Regions from separate parts of the Mus musculus genome. Here regions 1, 3 and 4 are each linked to region 2. A link is a contact called in public Hi-C, HiCAR-type and HiChIP or PLAC-seq data. All regions are on one chromosome and are shown on one strand. Each heading gives the region's core, a stretch centred on a gene start, on an enhancer-like site or on the middle of the called end of the contact. The rest is flanking DNA. Distances are from core to core; before and after follow the strand shown.

What was found. A called contact is a pair of places that touch in the nucleus more often than the background predicts. HiCAR-type assays count read pairs that join an accessible place to other places. HiChIP or PLAC-seq counts read pairs in DNA pulled down with a chosen protein or histone mark.
Region 1: a HiCAR-type map of astrocytes shows a contact between it and region 2, with 5 times the contacts expected there. The contact joins the enhancer-like site here to the promoter of Ube2n in region 2. A contact is called at or near these places in 3 of 39 promoter capture datasets (cranial neural crest, hippocampal neurons and pre-B cells), 4 of 115 datasets of contacts at active chromatin or transcription factors (astrocytes, large pre-B cells, pro-B cells and 1 more) and 2 of 9 other capture datasets (adipose tissue and liver).
Region 3: a contact with region 2 is called in an H3K4me3 HiChIP or PLAC-seq map of pro-B cells, with 8 times the contacts expected there. The contact joins the enhancer-like site here to the promoter of Ube2n in region 2. A contact is called at or near these places in 2 of 39 promoter capture datasets (the C10 cell line and embryonic stem cells), 5 of 115 datasets of contacts at active chromatin or transcription factors (T-cell acute lymphoblastic leukemia, astrocytes, embryonic forebrain and 2 more) and 1 of 9 other capture datasets (liver).
Region 4: a Hi-C map of rod photoreceptor shows a contact between it and region 2, with 4 times the contacts expected there. The contact joins the promoter of Btg1 here to the promoter of Ube2n in region 2. A contact is called at or near these places in 3 of 39 promoter capture datasets (erythroid cells, neutrophils and pre-B cells), 4 of 484 Hi-C or Micro-C datasets (B cells, Sertoli cells, embryonic stem cells and 1 more), 3 of 115 datasets of contacts at active chromatin or transcription factors (T-cell acute lymphoblastic leukemia, astrocytes and pancreatic cancer cells) and 1 of 9 other capture datasets (embryonic stem cells).

The regions. Positions count from the first base shown.
Region 1 is chr10:97,311,691-97,316,336 of GRCm38.p6, reverse strand. No RefSeq gene overlaps it. Among named protein-coding and RNA genes, the nearest start is that of Gm34044, 78 kb to the right of the region's middle. Within about 2 kb of position 2,531, at least 387 of the 459 cell types and tissues checked have an H3K27ac peak or open chromatin away from gene starts, as enhancers often do. A contact at or near this core is called in adipose tissue, astrocytes, hippocampal neurons and 3 more, where this site is marked.
Region 2 is chr10:95,513,234-95,517,861 of GRCm38.p6, reverse strand. It overlaps Ube2n (ubiquitin-conjugating enzyme E2N), which reads right to left and starts at 2,700. Exons shown (of 4, transcript NM_080560.3): 1 at 2,625-2,700. The coding sequence starts at 2,654. Gm46239 (a long non-coding RNA gene) reads left to right here and starts at 3,606. Exons shown (of 2, transcript XR_001779843.2): 1 at 3,606-3,662.
Region 3 is chr10:97,332,710-97,337,455 of GRCm38.p6, reverse strand. No RefSeq gene overlaps it. Among named protein-coding and RNA genes, the nearest start is that of Mir3966, 88 kb to the left of the region's middle. Within about 2 kb of position 3,190, at least 51 of the 459 cell types and tissues checked have an H3K27ac peak or open chromatin away from gene starts, as enhancers often do. A contact at or near this core is called in T-cell acute lymphoblastic leukemia and astrocytes, where this site is marked.
Region 4 is chr10:96,614,621-96,619,327 of GRCm38.p6, reverse strand. It overlaps Btg1 (BTG anti-proliferation factor 1), which reads right to left and starts at 2,327. Exons shown (of 2, transcript NM_007569.2): 1 at 1,856-2,327; 2 at 1-1,052. The coding sequence starts at 2,003. The coding sequence ends at 685.

The DNA.
Region 1 (4,646 bases), core at 1,282-3,781, 1.8 Mb before region 2:
AAATAAATAAATAAAAAGAGAAAGAGAAGGATCCCATGGATTTACTCTTAACTGCAAGTTGGGGAGATGGGTGAGGAGTGACAAAGGGGATGCAGCTCAGGAGGAACCTGAGAAACATTCCCAGAAGGGAACATGGACGGGGGTGGGGTGGGGCGAGGTGGGGAGCTTGAAGCAAGACTCCTGGGAAGTGAGAAGCAAGCTGAAGACACCAGCTGTCATTGACAGACATCCTTCTCCACCATTTTACCCAACACACAGAAAACTGTCACTCCTCAGCAAGAACCCATTTTGTCATGATAGAACTAGGGTTTGGTCTACTCTATCGGTTCTACAAACACATTGGCATGAGGGCTTCAGTTCAGGGACTGCACCCATCTCTCGGTTAACATGATCACAGTTTAGTCAGCAGGTGATCACAAGATATCTTGGAGGCCTAGGGATCTACATTTTGCAGACAACAATAACTCCATTTCTTACCTGGTTAGTTTGGAACCTGGCAGCATCCAGTCCTTTTCTGCTTACCATTCTCATAGAGGCTCAGGCAAGGGACCTGCATATGTTTCTTCTCCCAGGAGAACTTCCATGGACAAGAAAATGTACACCAGGGTTGGATAAAACTTAACAAATGCTGGGTGGAGGGGTTAAATGTTATTTTCTTTAAAAAATAATAATATACCTATTTTATTCTAATAGTTTTTGCCTTTAGGGAGTTTATATATAAACCCAGAGACTGCGAGGTGAAGACACATTTAAAAAAATTGATATGATCGTTGTATATTTACTTTTAAACCAGACAAGCATATAATCAAACCAAACCACAAACAAACAAACAAACAACCCAAATCAAGGCACTTCCCAGATGATTAAGTCAAGAGCAAAATGACCCGGCCCAAAGAATGAGGGCCTAGCATCAAAAAAGTGTCATGGATTAATTTTTACTGGAGTTCAATGTGCTATATGCCACTGCCAAGAGAAAAGAATCTTGCCTGGTCTCAGTTTTTTTCAGATTCTTTGACTCTAATAAGAATGAATATTAAACTAAATTGTTAGCAGCTGGTTGCCTATCTAAACCTAGCAAAGTTCCTGGGAGCTATTATAGAGGTTTTAGAAAGCTGACCTAGTGTGCCTCACACAGTTGTTGGAAAGAGTGGCCTCTTTTCCAGGTGCATTGTTACAGTCGTTCAAATTCACCATCAGAAAAGCAGGGGACATTTCTCCCCAACAGTGAAATCTGCTAAGGCAAGGTACACACCTTCCCTACATCTTGACTGTTCTCCACAGTTCTGCTAGAACTTTTGTGTAAACTTTTCCTTATCCTTGGCTACTTTTGTTATGGAAGCCTCTCTCCTGAAGAACGCCTGCATCTTTGAATAGGATCCTAGCCATGTCTCCCAGGAGCCTTTGCGGGATTTCTGCACTTGCCTGACACCATGTTTAAATGACACTTTCGTGGTTTGCAACAAAAAATAACAGGCCTTTTTCAGGAGATGAACAAAGAACAACAAATAAAGTCATATCGCCAAGCTTGGATAAATAAATACTAGGCAAATCTACAATTTAAAAATCTCTTGTAAGAACCAGGGGAGATTCTTAACATCTTTCTTATTTAGGCCTCCACAACCCCCCCTTTCCTTTGCAGGAAATAGTTTCATTTTTCTGCCAATAAATTGCTTTGTGATATATATTTTGAGATCAACTTAGCTTTTTCTGCTTTTTGGCCTATTAAACGGAAGGCTCGGGGGTTGGGGGGTGAATCAAACTTTACAACCTGGTATTTTCACATCTGGCAACTTTTCGTTTCCTGGATATGTTAGATAATTTACAAACTATGTGTTTTGATGCCTTGTCACTTAAAGTGTATTTAGGGAGGTTAAAAAAAAAAAGTCCCCCACTGAACAATCGGTTGAATATGCTGCAAACCATGCTTTATCTAAATACCCCCACAAAAATACCCCACACTGAGTATTTATAATTTTAGATGCCACACATAAAGTGTATACATGTTGCAGTAATTATATACATATTGAATGCGGTAAGGGAGAAAGATGGATATTATTGTAACTCTCATTCAGTCACTGATGAAAATTTTGTCAACCCAAAATGAAAATCTACAAAAATCCCTTGTTAAAAGCACCTTCACACTCGTATTGAAACTGTGTGTGTGTGTGTGTGTGTGTGTGTGTGTGTGTGTGTGTGTTTAATACGTCCACACACTATGAAATGTTTTTGGATCAAGTCTGAATACAATATATTTTAGGCTTTCTCTTCCTAAAAGGGTAATACAGAGCTTGTGAAAACGCAGGTCCATTTCTGAGTTAGTTGTTTACGAAAAAGCACATGCTAATGTAACAGTGTATATGGAATTAAAGAGAAAATGTCAAACACGCCGTGACATCCAAAATACATTCAGCTGCTGCCTTTTACTATGGGGACTTTCATTCTGCCGCGGACTGCCTCCAAGACCCAGTGGTTTTGTGTGTTGGGTTAAAAATAGCCTGCCAAGCCTGACAACTAGATTCTGATTGGCCCGAAAGGGAGGCCGTTCAGCCAATGAGAGCGTCTGGGAACAAAAGCAATTCTTTTGTGTGTATGTGTGTGAGAGAGAGATGCTCAACCCACGTCAAAACAGCTTCGGGCTGTAGAAATGATTTGGGTAGAGATTTAACAAGGTAATAATGCATTTCAGCCCTCTGAAAGGTTTGAAGCGGAACAAAGCGGGGGGTGGGGTGAGGGGAGCCGGGAAATCTACAAAAGAAATGGAGCCAGAGCTCAGCTTCTACCGATGAATCATATGGGTGTTCGTGCTACAAGCAATACTCGTTTTCCTTCCCCCCACCTCCCTGAGACCTTTACTTACTTTTCAGGCATTTTCTCCTCCCAAACAGACAAAAGCCATCAAAGGCTTTTTACTAATGTGCAAGTTTGTTGTTGTGATTCGCTGGCAAGGAGAAAGGGACAAAACCCAACTACAAAACTCATTTCATTAAATGTCACAAAAAGAAAACAAAGACCCATGAGTTGTACGCCGTGAGTAGTGAAGATCCTGAAACTTTGAGCTTTAGATTGTGGGTATCAAACACAGCCCACACTCTCAAAGACAGTTCCGGGTCGCTCTCCAGATATGGAAAACAAAGAGGGACTTGATTAGAGACAGCTCTGGGTGCTCAAGGCCTTGCGAGCATCGGGCCGCCAGGGGTCGCTGTTGCACAGTCGACGAATCTCTTCCGCGGCGCTTTCCTGTGTGTCTTTAAGGAAAGAAATAGGATTTGATAGGTACTTCTAGCTTAGGACTAAAAAGGGGTTTGGGGGGGGGGGGTGAGGGGGCGCTGTCGCCGTTTGAAATCCTTAAGTACGGCTTATGATCAACACTATGGGACAAAGCAACCGAAAACACAATTTACTATACAGGGAATTTAGTGCCACGGAGGACAAATGTTGCTGCAATAACTTGGTATTGTGACTTAAGAGAGCTTTTCCTAAACCACGTCGCGATTTTAAATTAGATGAAAAGAGTGAGCACACAACGCTGTTACGGATACCTTATTGTCTCCAATATGTATATGCGAGTGACCTGTGTAATGTACCCAGCCAGACGTGTTTTGGCAAAACAATTCAGATAATACGTGGCTTACATATTAACCACAGAGGAAAGTGTCAGTTCAACACACTGTTTTCCTCTTGAGCGTAGATTTCACGGTACAGGACACATAAGCAAAACTTAAGAAACCTTTACTCCTGGTGTGGGTGTGGCATCTAAAATAACCCCGCTTCTGAGTAAAAGAGGAACAAACGTTTATAGTCTAATTGGGCATGATAAACTAACAATGCCCAAACATTTTCTGTTTGAGAAAAAGCATAACATATTTATTTGTGAAGTATTGTTCCAAAGTACATATTGGAGCCAGTAATGGACTTTTTTCCCCTGTTCATATTCATCTAGCAAACATACAAAACTGGAAGCGTCCTGTGCCTTTCTTTTTCTATGACACTCAATTATAATGCGTTGTACACAGCATATAAGGAACTAAAAGGCAAAGAATAAAACCTACTGATTAACTATATTTCCAAACAGCTACATTCCCAGAAGACTGTGTGTATGCCTGCCTGCACGTATTCAGCATTCGACAGCTCCAAAAACAAGGTCTATTCCCTTAAGGACTGTCATGAGTTTTATGAAGTTTGCTCAATCATGTTGGCCTAACAGCAGCTAGAGAAACTGATCATTTAGCCAGTAGGTATAATTGTCGTAGAGAGCCCAAGAGACTTAATAGAAATAGCATGAGGTGGTGTCAGTGGAAGAGTGTTGGGCCACCGTATGTATACTGCCTTATTCCATGCATTGGCTGAGTTCCTTACTTGCTCAAACCCAGGCCTTGCAGCTGCCCCCCATGCCAGACCCATCCCATTGGCAAGCACCAATCCCTAATTTTACTAAAGATGCTCTGTTATGCTTCAGACAGGAGCATCTTGTCCTCTGAGAGGCTCCAACCAGCAGCTGATTGAGACAGTTTCAGACACCCACAGCCAAACAGTACATGGAGCTTGGGAACTCCTACGGGAGAATAGGAGGAAGGATTGCAGGCCAGAAGGGGATAAGGACCCCATAGGAAGACCAACAGAGTCAACTAACCTTTGGGGCTCTCAGA
Region 2 (4,628 bases), core at 1,451-3,950:
GTGGTGAGGTAAACCTTCAATCCCAGAGAAGCAAAGACAGGTAGTTTCTGAGTTCCAGGCCAGCTAGGTCTACGGAGTGAGCTCCACTGCAGCCAGGGCTACAGAGAAACAGTCTCAAAAAACAATAAATACGTACATAAACAACCACCATGGCTGGTTTACGTGCAGTGTTGAGGATGGACACAGCAAGGCTTCAGGCATACTAGGCAAACACTACCAAACTACATCTCCAGGCCTAAAGTTACTTTTCAAAATAAATTTTAATGTAAATATGTTTTCTGCTTGGGGTGTTACTCTGTTGAATAGCACATATAAAAGCTCTTCTTTTCTTTTCCTCTTTTTTGTTTGTTTGTTTGTTTTTATTTTTTGGTTTTTCGAGACAGGGTTTCTCTGTGTAGCCCTGGCTGTCCTGGAACTCACTCTTGTAGACTAGGCTGGCCTCGAACTCAGAAATCTGCCTGCCTCTGCCTTCCAAGTGCTGGGACTATAAAAGTGTGTGCCACCACTGCCTGGCAAAAGCTCTTATTTTCGACTCAATCCCCAAAACTAGAAAAAGAATTTTTTTTAACTGATAATACAAAAAATGAATACCAAAAACCAAAAAACCAAAACCCTAATCTCTTAATCTGCCCTAGTGGTTTGGAAAAAAATAGTCCCTTAAAGCTAAAAGTATTAAAGTCAATTAGTATTAAATAAGTATAATAAAGTACTATAAAGTGAAGATTATATATTACAGCATGGGTTTGCCACTATCTTGTTTTAAATAAGCAAAAGGAAATGTATACTTAAGCATTGGGTGCCAAATGAATTGAAGAGCACTTGAATTTTCTGCTGTAAAGCATTTCTGTAAGCTTATAACAAATATATTCCACAGAGTTTATTTTCTCAGTCAAGGCCTTCATATTACTGCAGAGTATCAATATCAACTGTTCAGTTTACTGGGCATTTTACAGAACTGTATTCATTATCAATCTCTGCTATGTCTAGTCAATAACCAAAGTAACAAATAAAAACTTGATGGCCTGTGAAGCGAAGCAGCCATTTATCAAACGGAATCTTGGTTTACATGATCACTAGTGGCTATGTGCATATATCAGAACTAAACTATATTCGGGATCTTCCAATGCCCAAAAACCTACTTGGAAATGTTCTAAGATTCATAACACAGCAATAAACATTTGTTTTAAGATTCCAGTGCTCGCTGGGCAGTGGTGGCACACGCATGCTTTTAGTCCAAGCACTTGGGAGGCAGAGGCAGGCAGATTTCTGAGTTCCAGGACAGCCAGGGCTACACAGAGAAAAACCAATAAATAAGTAAATAAATAAATAAATAAAACAAATTTAAAAAGGAGATTCCAGTGCTCGTGGAAAATGTATTCTTCCTTTGTAAGAGTTTTTATCCTATGAAAGGGCTTGTTTTTCTAATTCAAGCACCTTTCTGTCAATGACACCCCAGCCTCACAGACATTTGTGACTGCCTGAAGAACTACAGTGTCTCACACCCTTCAAAGAGGCCCTCCACTTACTTTGTACAAATCTCCCCTAAAACTTTGGAAGAGTGGAACAATGCTATAAATATATGTTCAGTGGATTACAGCAAGCAAAGTGAAGCTTCAATTTGAGCACTTAGCTGGCAAACTGGGCAGTGCAAGATTTTTTTAACCAATTTCCTACATTAAAAAAAAAAACAGATGCCAAAAAATGTTAAAAATTTAGTTTTCTTGGGTTATAACACTATGAAGACTTAATGGTGTTATGTAAAGATTTTAGGAAATCAAGATACGAGGTTTATACCCCCGTGGTTCCTTATGTATTTATCAAAATTCAGTATCCCTAAAGAGCCCCAGGGCCGCTCAAATAAGGCGCACAAAAGCTGAGAGGCAAACTGTTTCACAGATCATCCCCATAACCGAGGCCCTTGAGGCCCTTGCCTCGGAGAAGAGAACAGTCTCCAAAGAGTTAGCCAGCCGAAGTACAATCACAGCGCTACCCAGCAGAAACACCGGGAAGCGAACGCGGAAGCCAGGGCAACCGGGCGGCCAGCCCCGGACGTCGCTAGGAGGTGCGGGGCAGCCAGGACCAACCTGTGCTGTCGCCGGCAGAACCCCGTGGCCCTCCCGGAGCGGCCTCTCCCGGCCCGCGGCCCCGCCCGGCTCTCGGGGTCGGTCCATTCATTCCGCACCCGGGACTGCCGCAGCCCCGAGCCCCTGCGGAGGAAGAGAAGGGAGCTCCGGGGCAGAGCGGCCGGCCACGGGCCACCACCCGCGCCCAGAGTCCAGGCCACGCCGCGATTCCCGCCCCGCGGAGGAACAGAAGCCGCCGAGGCCCGCACCGGTCCCGCGCCAGAGCCCGAAGCCCGCAGCCCCGCCCTCTCCCGGGCAGCCGCCAGGGCCTCCCCGGCCGCGGCCGCACCGCCCGGGCGTCCCGCTTGTCCGGCGTTCAGAGGCGGCCGGAAGTCTCCCCGGCGCCCCCTCCTCAGCGCCCGACTTCCTCGCCGCCGAGGCCGGACCCTTCTCCGCGATGCCTTAGAGAGGCCTCTCGGAGGCTGCGGAGGGAAGCGGACGGCCGCGCGGCCCGGCGCGCCGGAGCAGAGCCAGTGGCCCGAAGCCCGCCTGGGCGGTTACCTTGATGATCCTGCGGGGCAGCCCGGCCATCTTGTCAGATCCCGAGTTCGGCCTCTGCTCTTGTCTCCGGCTCCGCTCTCCTCACGCTCGAGTGGAAGTCCCGGGCTCCACTTCCGGGGAACGTCGCCGCGCCCGCCTGTCGCTACCTCCGCCGAGGCCCCTCGGGAAATGTAGTCCCTGCTAGGACGCGGGCTTCCGACAGCCTTCCCTCCGACCTGGTGGCCCCCTCCCCCGCGCTCCCCGCCCCAACCCCAGCCGGGGGTGGCGGAAGTGACGCTCCGCGGCGGGGCAGGGACTTGGGGGGAGGCGGCGCGAGGCGGCGCCGAGCTTCTTGGCCCGTGGCAGAATCGGCAACACTGGGCGGCCGGCGTCCACGAGCGAGCGCTGTACGTGCGACCACGCCTGCGTCGGGGGGCGACGTAACAAAGGCCCGGCCCCCGACGCAGCCCATTCATTCATTCGTTCCGTTTGTTCATTCAGCGTGTCCGCAGTGCGCGTGGCGGGCTGGCGCTGCAGCGGTTCCCTGCGGACAGGGCAGGCGGGTCGCGCGCTCCTCCTCGGTGGCGAACAGGCCGGAAGTCAATACCAAAGCTTCTAACTGGGAATAACGCTGCTTGCCAAGGACCACACACACACCCGCGACAAAAAAAATTTTTTCTAAACGTTTAAATTTCACATAAAAAAGGGGGCCTCTCTGGCGCTCCCCAAAAGAGAGTTCGGAACAAGGGAGGAGGCAAAAGGCACGGCCTCTAAACGCCTGGATCCTGCAGGATATTTAATCTTTGTGGTTGTTGGTTTTCCTGAGAAAGGGCTCCCTATGTAACCAAGTCTGGCCTGGTGCTCTCTATTCTGTACGCACCGAGCTGACTTGGAACTCGTGATTCTCCTGCCTCTGCCCCCTGAGTAGAGCTAGGCTTGTGCCACCACTTAAGGTTGAGCCTAGCAATCGAGATTTACGTGCTAACTAGAAGAAGGATCTGATTAGAGTGTAAGGGTCCATGCATGATTCGCTGAAGAATGATACCCCAGACCCAAACGGTATGTAAACGCAGAGAGGGCTTTATTCTGCAGAAGTCCAGCTTGCTAGGGTCTCTCATTCCAAGATGGAGACCTGGAAGTGAGCTCACAGTTCAGATTTAAAGCACATTAGGGGTGTGGTGGGGACATGAGTGGCTGAAAACTGTTGCTGAGGAAGTCTGGAAACTACTGCTGACCCACTGTCCTTGCTTCAGGCCAGGTGGTGGGGCAGCTTCTGAGGCCTGGACTTGCCTAGTTCTTAGAAACAGGGATTTAGGCCTCGTCTTCTGAATTGCCAATTTGAAGTCAGCCTAGCCTTCTCAAGGGGATAGAAAAGCCTGTAATCCCCAAAGGCGTTGGATTACTCATAGAATGAGGGCCCTAAAAGTGGAGGTGTCTCACAAGGATCGCTGGGTGTTTCCATTTCTTTTCATGTTGCTGTGGTAAAACACCCTCCAAAAGCAACTTAAAGGAAAAGGGTTAATTTTAGCCCCAAGTTGCATCACAGGGAGACAATCCCAGCTGGTCACATCAAATTCATAATCAGAAATAGAGTTGGGAGGCAGAGGCAGGCAGATTTCTGAGTTTGAAGCCCGCCTAGTCTACAGAGTGAGTTCCAGGACAACCAGGGCTACACAGAGAAACCCTGTCTCAGAAAAAAAAAAAAAAAAGAAACAGAGAGCAATGAATCTTACATGTTAGTGTTCAGCTTTCTTCATTTTTCCTGTTTAGAATTAAGATGGGTATCCATCAATTAAATCAAGACAGTCCCCACAGGCAGGCCCAGAGGTGTTTCTAGATCTTATCAAGTTGATAACACTAACTTATGGCCGGTGCTTTCAGGAGTCAGATCCACTGGACTTGGAGCTAAGGAAGGTTGTGAGCCACCTTGTGAGTCCTCTGCCAGAGCAACAAGTACCCATTACTGCAAAGCCATATCTCCATAGCTCTGTTCACGAGACTGCTGTTTAGATAGACTTAACATTG
Region 3 (4,746 bases), core at 1,941-4,440, 1.8 Mb before region 2:
AGAGACACTTCCAGAACTGTTTCTATGCCAGTTCAATTGGCAATGAAGACTGGCCTAGTGACTTGAAGAGGGAAAATTCCTGGGAGAAGGATCTTGGTCTCCTATTCAAAGGACTGAAATAAGGAGTCACAAAGATTTGCAAAAGTAGCAAACTAATGTTTTTGTTTCTTTCTTTGTTTCCCATGAGGAAGGGTAATGTTCAAAGTCTGGTAAAATTAACAAGAAACAAAAGATTTTTGCCTTTTAAAATGTTGCTAAAAGTAGATAAATGACCACAAAGCATGGGAAAAACAACTGTGAAACAAAATCTTGGTTGTAATAGAACTAAGTTGTATAGACATTTTCTCTTAAGATACATTTTTTTTTTTTTTACAAATCTGACATAAATTTACATCAAACTAAAATCAAATCATGGATGTCAGCTATAGATGTAAGCTTTGTACATTCATTAAGAACCTAACATATCAAGCTGGGTGGTGGTGGCACACACCTTTAATCCCAGCACTCGGGAGGCAGAGGCAGGCAGATTTCTGGGTTCAAGGCCAGCCTGGTCTACAGAGTGAGTTCCAGGACAGCCAGGGCTACACAGAGAAACCCTGTCTGTAAACAAACAAACAAACAAACATACAAAACAAAAGAACCAAACATATCTGGTGTATGAAAGTTCTATTTTTTTCCTTGAACATTTTAATTTACTATTATTTCATACCATGGAGAGCTTTGTCATATAGAGAACTATGTGTGTTGGTTACATACACATTTGAAACTAAAGGACAAAGTTTCTAATGACACTTCCATCATATCTGGCTTATTTATATATAGCATTGAATTATGCAGATTATAAAAGCATTTCCTCTTAGAGACATAAATACTGAATATAATGCTCCAGTGAACACAGAGATTCTAAAGTTGCATTTCATTTTTGTGAACAACACTGTTTTTATGCTAATAATTTATCATGTACATAACAACAAATTATAAATTAAAATATAAATTCACATAACATTATTTACAAACACAGCATCTATTAGCAATGACTTCAAGATTTCATTTTGAGCGATACTTAATCACTCTAAAAGCAAATAGCCCCTTTCCACACTGTCAACGTCCATTTCATACAGAAGAAATCCCTGAAGATTAGTTAGTCCATGTGAGCTAGCCCTTCATTTTTTTGAATTTAAAATATTCCTATTAAGTTTGTCTACCAGCAAACAAGCAAGAAAGCAAACAAACACACAAACAAAACTGTTTAGAAATTTCCTGAGCACTTTAAAATGTGATTTTAATACTTTAGTTTCCATTTAAAGTCAAAGTATTAGCTATCTTTATTTAGTAAAAAGTTATTATAGCTCTTTTACTATTAGAGGGAGATGTCAAAGTTTACCCAGATCCTGAATGTGACATTTGCCAGGTTGGTATCTCTTCTGATCTACCCCCCCCCCCAACACACACACACACACACACACAGAGAGAGAGAGAGAGAGAGAGAGAGAGAGAGAGAGAGAGAAACAAAACAAAAAAACCCCAAACAAAGAAAAAAACAAAACCAAAAGCCAAAACAAAACAAAACTGAAAACTGGCTTTAAAATCTTTGACAAACTAACTATCCATTTTTATGTGCTATAATCTTCAAAAATCATATTTCTCAATTGTATACATGAGATTATTCCTGGAAATTATGCCACAGCCATAACCTAAAAGATAATGTTAATATACATTACTTAAAGATATTTTGATTAACACAAACCATTTTCATTTTCACTCATTTTCTGTTACCTCTTAAAATTTAATAAAATAAATATTTTCTAGAATCTGGGCATAAAGAAACTTCTCATGCCCTAATGCTTAGACTTCATTAAGAGAGAACTGATTACAAACTTGTGTGTTTTAGAGAAAGAGAAAAACACTGTCTCTAAAATTCTTTAATGAGAATAGAACTTATATTAAATAGGATCCATTTGGTCAATGTTCTGTTAAGTTACATTGCTAGTATCAGCTGCATAAATCATACCTTATATCTCAGATAGCATGACTTGTACATTCCAGGCAATGGGCAAGAAGGGACAGAAAGACACAGAAAATGATAAAAATCGATTAAATATCGTGTTTGAGATTACCCAAGCTCTTCTTCTCTCATCACAGTTGATTTTTCCTCAACTGTGTTGACATGTAAAGGCATCTCCCAGAATACTATTAGAATCTACAAGACATAATCAGGTAGGATGATTGAGTCTTACAAAGATGTGGTCCTGTTCAATTTCATAGAGAAGAGTTTGTCCATTTTCCATTTTAAAAGAGGGAAATAGTCTCACGGTGGTTTTTAGGGGCATTTGGGGTCTTTCACCTCCTGCCTCTCTTGGAAAAGCCCGCAGGCCTAACCTAGGGTCATCCTGTTGACACACTAAGTCTCCCTGGGACTTAGAGTACTTTGAGACAGAGAAAAGATGCTGGAGGAGGTGGGGCTGGAGGGGTTTCGTTTCCATGTGAATAAAAGCCCAGCAAAGGCTGTGTTGGCTGTTCCTTCCTAGTGACTCACGCCTCTGCTTTTATAAGCTCACTTTTATTTTCTCTTGGTAAGTATTAGTCTGGGCTGTTATACAGTGAGGCGTTTTTTAGCATGTTCAGTCACAAGGCAGGCCGGGAAAGAAGTCATTTCAAGATCCAAGCTGAGTTCTTGTTGCACAATGAGAGTGGCAGCCCTTGGCCAGAGGGTAGAGCCAAAGTGCAGTAAGCTTCCTTGGTTGGGGGCGGGGGGTGAGGGGGGAGAGAAGAAACGAAATCTCTAAATCGCTGTCCTTCCTTGTGAAGATCCTTTCAGTGTGGGCTGAAATGTCTCCACAGATGGATTGCACACAGACCCAGAAAACTGAGAATAACGTGAGTTATTCTGTTAGCCAAGAAACAAGGCTAGTTCTTTAAGGGACATTACTCCTGAATGTATGGAAGGGAAAACTCCCATCCCATGAGTTTACAAGGCTGTTAAGACATTTTCAATGTTTTGTTTGTTTGTTTTCTATGTTTCAGTTCAAATTCTTTGGAGAAATGTATGAAAGACCAGGCAGCCAAGATCTCCAACTCATTTCCTCTAATTCTTTCAGCTAGCCTCTAGTAAATTTGTTTGATCACAGTACAGAACTGGGCATGCCCTGAAGTGTCTCTTTCCTCTGTTAAAAAAAAAAGATGATACTACAGAAAACCAGCTGCAGTTGGTCTGTAAAGAGGAGCTGAAACCACAAGTGGGCCTTGGGGCTGGAACAGAAACAATACACTGCACAAGATGGAGCCTTAAATGAGAGTAGAGGCTTCTCTTCAAAGCCTGGAGAGGAGTTGGGGAAGGTCAAGGAGGAAGAGACCAGGGCCTCTTCAGAGAGCAGCCTTATCTCTAGACCAAATCCCTGAGCTGAGCAATCTCTCTGGGTAGTCTCAAATCAACCCCTAGAACAAAGGGTCAACTTTGAATAACCTTTATGCAGCCAAACGTTTTGCAGCACATGATTCAGTTCAGCATAGTGTGTGGTTTTGTTTGTTTGTTTTTTTGTTTTTTGTTTTGTGTGTGTGTGTGTGTGTGTGAGAGAGAGAGAGAGAGAGAGAGAGAGAGAGAGAGAGAGAGAGAGAGAGAGAGAGCATACCAGGGAACTAAGTGCTATAGACTGAGAGATATCAAGTCACATTACTGACTGCTTCTCAAACTGCTATCCCAGGCAGAGTTCCAGGAAGGTGTGGCCTGCTTCGGGCTCTAGAATTGGGCTTGAAAGTCCAGGCCATGTTCTAATACCTTCTGTCTTTCCATTTTGAATATGTACATATTACCTTGAGCTTGAACTGGCTTTGATGTGGTTTCAAGAATGGCTATCTACAGGGTTCCCAAATAAAACACCTTTGCTTCTCTCCTTTGGAAGGTAGTGTTGTTTTGAAAAACTATCCTGGTGCTTTCATTTCTGGCCTTGGGCACTAAGTCTCACTGCTCTTCCATTTTCTGGTTGTGGTTTTGAAGTTTTTACTCACTAAAAAGTGAATTTGGTAAGTCACAGGAAATTAGCAGAGCAAGACATGGAGGATCAGAAGAGGAGCCAGCGCAAAGCCCTCCTCTCTCCAGTGGCTTCAAGATCTGTTATCCAAACCCCAAATTCTCCTTTCAGTGACATTTCTAGCCTTGACAGTTCTGTAGCTACACTGTCCTCTATAGCTATGCTTGCTTGCCCTCAGGAGTGAGGGCAACTAAGATGTGACTGACTTAAAACCAACATTAAAAATTGTCCTATTCACATAATCTTTTGGACCTATGCCTCTAACCCTATGGTATCTCCATAGTTTGAGTAATCTGAATTTGAGGAGTCAGACAGATCTACCAGATCTGTTCGTTTACAAAAACTAACCCTAACCAATCCTTCAAAGTCCTAGGTTTTTGGATTTGTCTTGCTTTGTTTTGTCTGTTTTTTCCCCTGTGGTGGAACATCTTGTGGGATTATTACTTTGTAACCTCAGTAAAAATACATGGATCAGAATTTTTAGTGGTGCGGGGGAGGGCAGGGTGCCTTTGTATTTCTTCACAGGGAACAGTCAAAACTCGCAGGAGGCCACAACTGCAGAGGACAAGGAGAACAGCTGCTGCTCCTGAATAACATGGGGTTTTGATAACAGGAAGTTGGGCAAGTCAGCAAAAGGAGAGTGGGAGAGAAAGCTGAATTGGGAGTGTGAAGTTAGGGACCCTCCAGAGACCCCTTTAAGTCCATAGGTAGGCAGGCA
Region 4 (4,707 bases), core at 1,078-3,577, 1.1 Mb before region 2:
GCTGGCTGGTGCTAACAACCACAGTTGAGACAGTGTCTTTTTGAAGGGTCTTTTCAAAGCCTGCTGCCATGGCAGAGCCTGGTCGCTCCCTACTCTCAACGCCAAAAACACAAGGTCTGACCATTTCCCCCAGGTCATGCGTACTAAGTTTGTCTTTATGTACATTTATACATTTTAAGTGCTAGGTAAAAGTCTCCGTGTAAAAATTTTTCCAGTACTACCATGCTTAAAACATTGAGCTTTCCTATTGAGCTGCCAAAAAAGTTACTGAGAACTTTCAAGTGTAATAGTGCAAATTCCCCTGCAAGGTTGACTGCGAAAGAGGGTTCTTTGAAAGACAGAATTTCCTTAAAGGGACTGCTGTGACAAATTGGGTATAAGGTCTGGGAGAAACTGAAACCACCCTTCGACTTCACTCCCTAGCAAATAAAGTGATCCTTTCCTTGGACTCACAGGCTATTTAAATCACTGAAAGGTACTGTCCAAACTATGGCACTGTCACTAAATTAAAAAAAAAAAAAAAGAAAGAAATAAAAAAATTATTACCACTCTATCTTGTGCCAGATCTTCACAGCTGTGACATGGTTTAAATTCCATAATCCATCCCCAAGAGGAGCCCACCCAAAGCAAAAAAAATCAAATTCATCCATCCATTATAAGATGATCCATCCAATAGACTATATCTTAACCTGATACAGTCATCATATTGTAGTTTTTGGAAGGGCTTGTTCTGCCCAAGAGAAGTTCCTCCTTACAGCTGATTCTGCTGTCTACCATTTGCACGTTGGTGCTGTTTTGAGTGCTACCTCCTGCTGGTGAGGCTTCGTACAGCACGCAGATGGAGCCATCCTCTCCAATCCGGTAGGACACTTCGTAGGGGTCAACCCAGAGTGTGAGTTCACTTGGGAGAAGCCTGAACAACTCCTGACTGCTCAGTCCAATCCGCTGGGCTGCCTGTCCAATCAGAGGATCCATCTTATGGTTGATGCGAATACAACGGTAACCTGATCCCTTGCACGGCTTTTCTGGGAACCAGTGATGTTTGTAATGTTCTGTGGAAGAAAAGAACAGAGAAACAATGCTCAGGACGGTAGTCAACGCAGCCGTACCGTAGCGTACTTTCCTCCTCCTGCTGCTAGCTTCTTAGCGAAGCGAAAATGAAAACCACCAACTTTCACAAATGTCCGGGACCGAATTCGCTGTCGTGAGACAGAATAGAGAAAGCAAAGACACTGTGGCAAACACTGTCCGGGTACTGACCGGTTGAGCCGCCAAAACAGGAATCCCGCGCGCAGCCCTGGATGGCCAACTAGCTGGATGGCACAGGCAAGCGGGCGGGAACCTGTTTACTTTCTCCACCCCAACGGGGTCCCATACAATAGACTTTATGGAACTGGTGGGGGGTGGGGGCAAGACAACGCCACTATGGCCAGTTAACCCCAAAGGGAAGAAAACCCAAGAAACCTTAAACCAAGATCTGGGTTGGGTTGTAATTGTACCGGTGACAAATCCGATGATTAATGGGCAAGAGGCACAGGAGGTGCGGAGACCTGGCACGTCCGTCCCGGGCCGGCTCCGAAACACAGAGGCGACAAGCCACCCAGGGGCTCAGCCGCAGACTCTCGCAACGGTCGCGGCGACCCGGCAGAGGAGACCGACGGGACTCCGGGCCCTGGGTCTTTTGTCCCCCGCGACCGGCCGGTAGCCGTCGGGGCGCAGCTCCGCGTCGCCCCGCTTCGGATCCTTTGTTGTGCGTGTCGCGGCGCCCCGCCGCCCAGCTCCCCCCCCCTCCCCCAGCCACGACCGGGACGCGCCCGTTAGTGGCGACCCGCGACGGTCCCCGCGCCCCGCTCACCTGCCAGCAGCTCCTGCAGGCTCTGGCTGAAAGTCTGCAGCTGTCGCTCGCTCGTGAGCCCCTTGGTGCGGAGGAACTTGGAGATGAAGGACACCGCGGCGGCGATCTCGCCTATCATGGTGGCGGCCCGGGTGTAGAAGGGATGCATGGGGGCGGCGGCCGGGGGTGGCCCGGGGCGGCCGGGGCTCGGCCCCGACGGCGAAGCGGCCACCCCGGGCTCTCGCCCAGACCCGACGGCCGAGAGGAAGCGAGGGCGCGAGGCGCGGACGGCTACTGGTTCTAGGGGATTTTTTTTCTTTCCTTTAGAGTAAAAAAGTTATTTTCAAGCCAGGAGGCGGCAGGAGAGACAGAGAGAGACGAGCGATGGCGGCCTGGTCACATCGCTCGGACCTCCCCAGCCGCCTCCGCCTCCAGCTCGGTAGCCTCCGAGGATCCCGAGAGTTGCATTTCCAGCTCCGAGGGGCGAAGAGCTGCCGCCGCCGTGCAGCTCATTTTATAGGGCTGCGGAAAGGAAGTGGCGTACCCGGGGCGTGAGGGCGGACGCCAGCCAATCCGGAGATCGCACCATTGTGACGCAGGCAGATTCGGGGCTGGAGGGGGCGGGAGAAAGGCCGCCAGGGGGCGTGCCCAGAGGCCGGGATGAGAGGGAGGAGCTGACGTAATCTGCTTGTAAACAAATAAACCCCCCGAGTGGCAGCCTGAGACTCCGGAGCGGTGGAGGGCGGAGAAAGAAGCCAAGGAGGCGCGTGTGAAAGCTCCGCCCCCGAGCTAGCTCCGCCCCCGGTTCGGGCCAGCGGGGACCCTCCAGTCCCCGAGCGGGCTCCGGGTTCCTCACTTACTGCGGTGTGGCTGGAACCTCAGGACTGAGGTTCGGTCTCCGCAGCCCCAGTCCTTTGCGTACCCCATGTTTACATCTGAGCCCAGTTCCAGCCGGCTTGGCTGGCAGCCCTGGCGGGAGGAGCGTGCGGTGGCGGAGACTAAGGCTCCGCTAGGGAATGGAAGGAAGGACTCGCTCCCTGGAGCTATCCTGCGGCTTAATCCAAGCCATTGCCCCTAGGGTTTGCAGAACCCCGGGGGGCTGGGGGGGGGGAGAAGATGAGCCTTGAAACTCATAAAAATCTGCATATGTATTTTAGAAAGGCACAACAAATTCGTTTTTCTAGTTCAAGTGATGTCAGAACTTTAGAGTTGTGCTGCTGTTGACACATAAGATAAAACTTTAAGCTTGTCGAGAGTGTTAAGCATAGACACCCATATTTACTGGCAAAGACGGTTGTAAACAGCCTAGAAAAAAAGGAAAGCATGAGCCTGCTAAAACTATTAGACCCAAAATAGGGTTAACCCAACTCTCTTAAAGTAGGAGAAGGGAGAGAAAACAATGAAGTCCAGGCAGGAAGAAGAAAGCAAACAAGAGGCAGAAGTTGAACTCTACCAGATGGAAATAAATATTTAGAGTTTAGTTGGTCATCAGATGCAATACACACCACTTTAAAATATATATATGTGTGTGTGTGTGTGTGTGTGTGTGTGTGTGTGTGTGTGTGTATGGAGCTAGAGGAGAAACAAGAGGATAATTGGTTCTGAAATTAATTTGAAAAGGTGACCTATACATCATTTATCATTAATATACAATACTTAAGTACCCACATATTATCTAAAGATAATGTTAGAAAGCACTTCAGAAAGTATCAAGTTTTTTTTTATAATAAACTGAATCAAAAAATAACATCTTTGTGCATGTGTGTGTGTGCGTGTGCGTGTGCGTGTGCGTGTGCGTGTGTGTGTGTGTGTGTGTGTGAATTGTCAGATAGGACTTTCTGAAAACAGACGCAGGGTTTTGACTGGAGGCTCATCTTACCATCCCGGAAGATAAAGAACCAAAAGTGAGTCCTTGAACCATAGGCTATCAAGAGGTCTGCATCTCTCTCTCCCACCCGCCTCCCCACGCGTTCTGTCCTTTCCAGTCTGGATTAGGAAGAGAATAAAACTGTCTCCTTTGCCTGTGACTGTGAATCCCATCCCAGTGACTCAGAGTATAAACAGACTCCTCTACAAAGCAAAAATAACGAACAAAGCTAACAAAATACTGAAGTTTGAACCGGGACATCTCCCAATTCCTGATTCTCTCCACAAACTTCACTGCCTTCCCAGACATCATCAGGCCCTCATCTGAAAACTTTAAGATTAGCTCAAGGACCGGGCATAATTAACACATACTCCCAGAACTCCAGAGGAGATGCAGACAGATCTCTGTGAGTTCAAGGCCAGCGAAAGATGCATAGTTGAGTCTTTGTCTCAAAACAAAGCAGTCAGTTCAAGAAGTGAAGGGAAGTTTGCCTGTAATTTTATCCAGAGGCAGGGGACCTTGGGCTATACCTCAGTCGGTAGAGTGTTTACCTATAATTCGGGAAGCCTGGGTCAGATTCCCCAGCAGGCACATGCCTGTAATTCCTGTCACCAAGGGAGTAAAGCAAGAGGAAGAATTCAAGGTCATCCTCACCGAATAGCTTTGGCAAGTCTGAGTGTAGGTGAGACCCTGAAAGCAGCCATGCGTTAAAAATCATAAGATCTCTGTCAAAACAAATTCAGGAAACGAACTTTGTGGGGTTTGTGTTTTGTTTTGTTTTGATTTGATGTGTTTAGTTGGCAAACATCAGGTTAGCAGTGGGGCCTTGAAGCTCAGGAAACATTGTTTATAGGGATAACTATCGAACGATTAACGGGAATCCAAAGGGCTGAGAGTTTTGGTTCCCTCATCAAATGCTTTTAACTACAAAGAAAAAGATATAGTTGCATAGAATAAGGGAGTGGGTTTCTCTGATCTATAGACTACTAAATTTTGGGGACCAGCA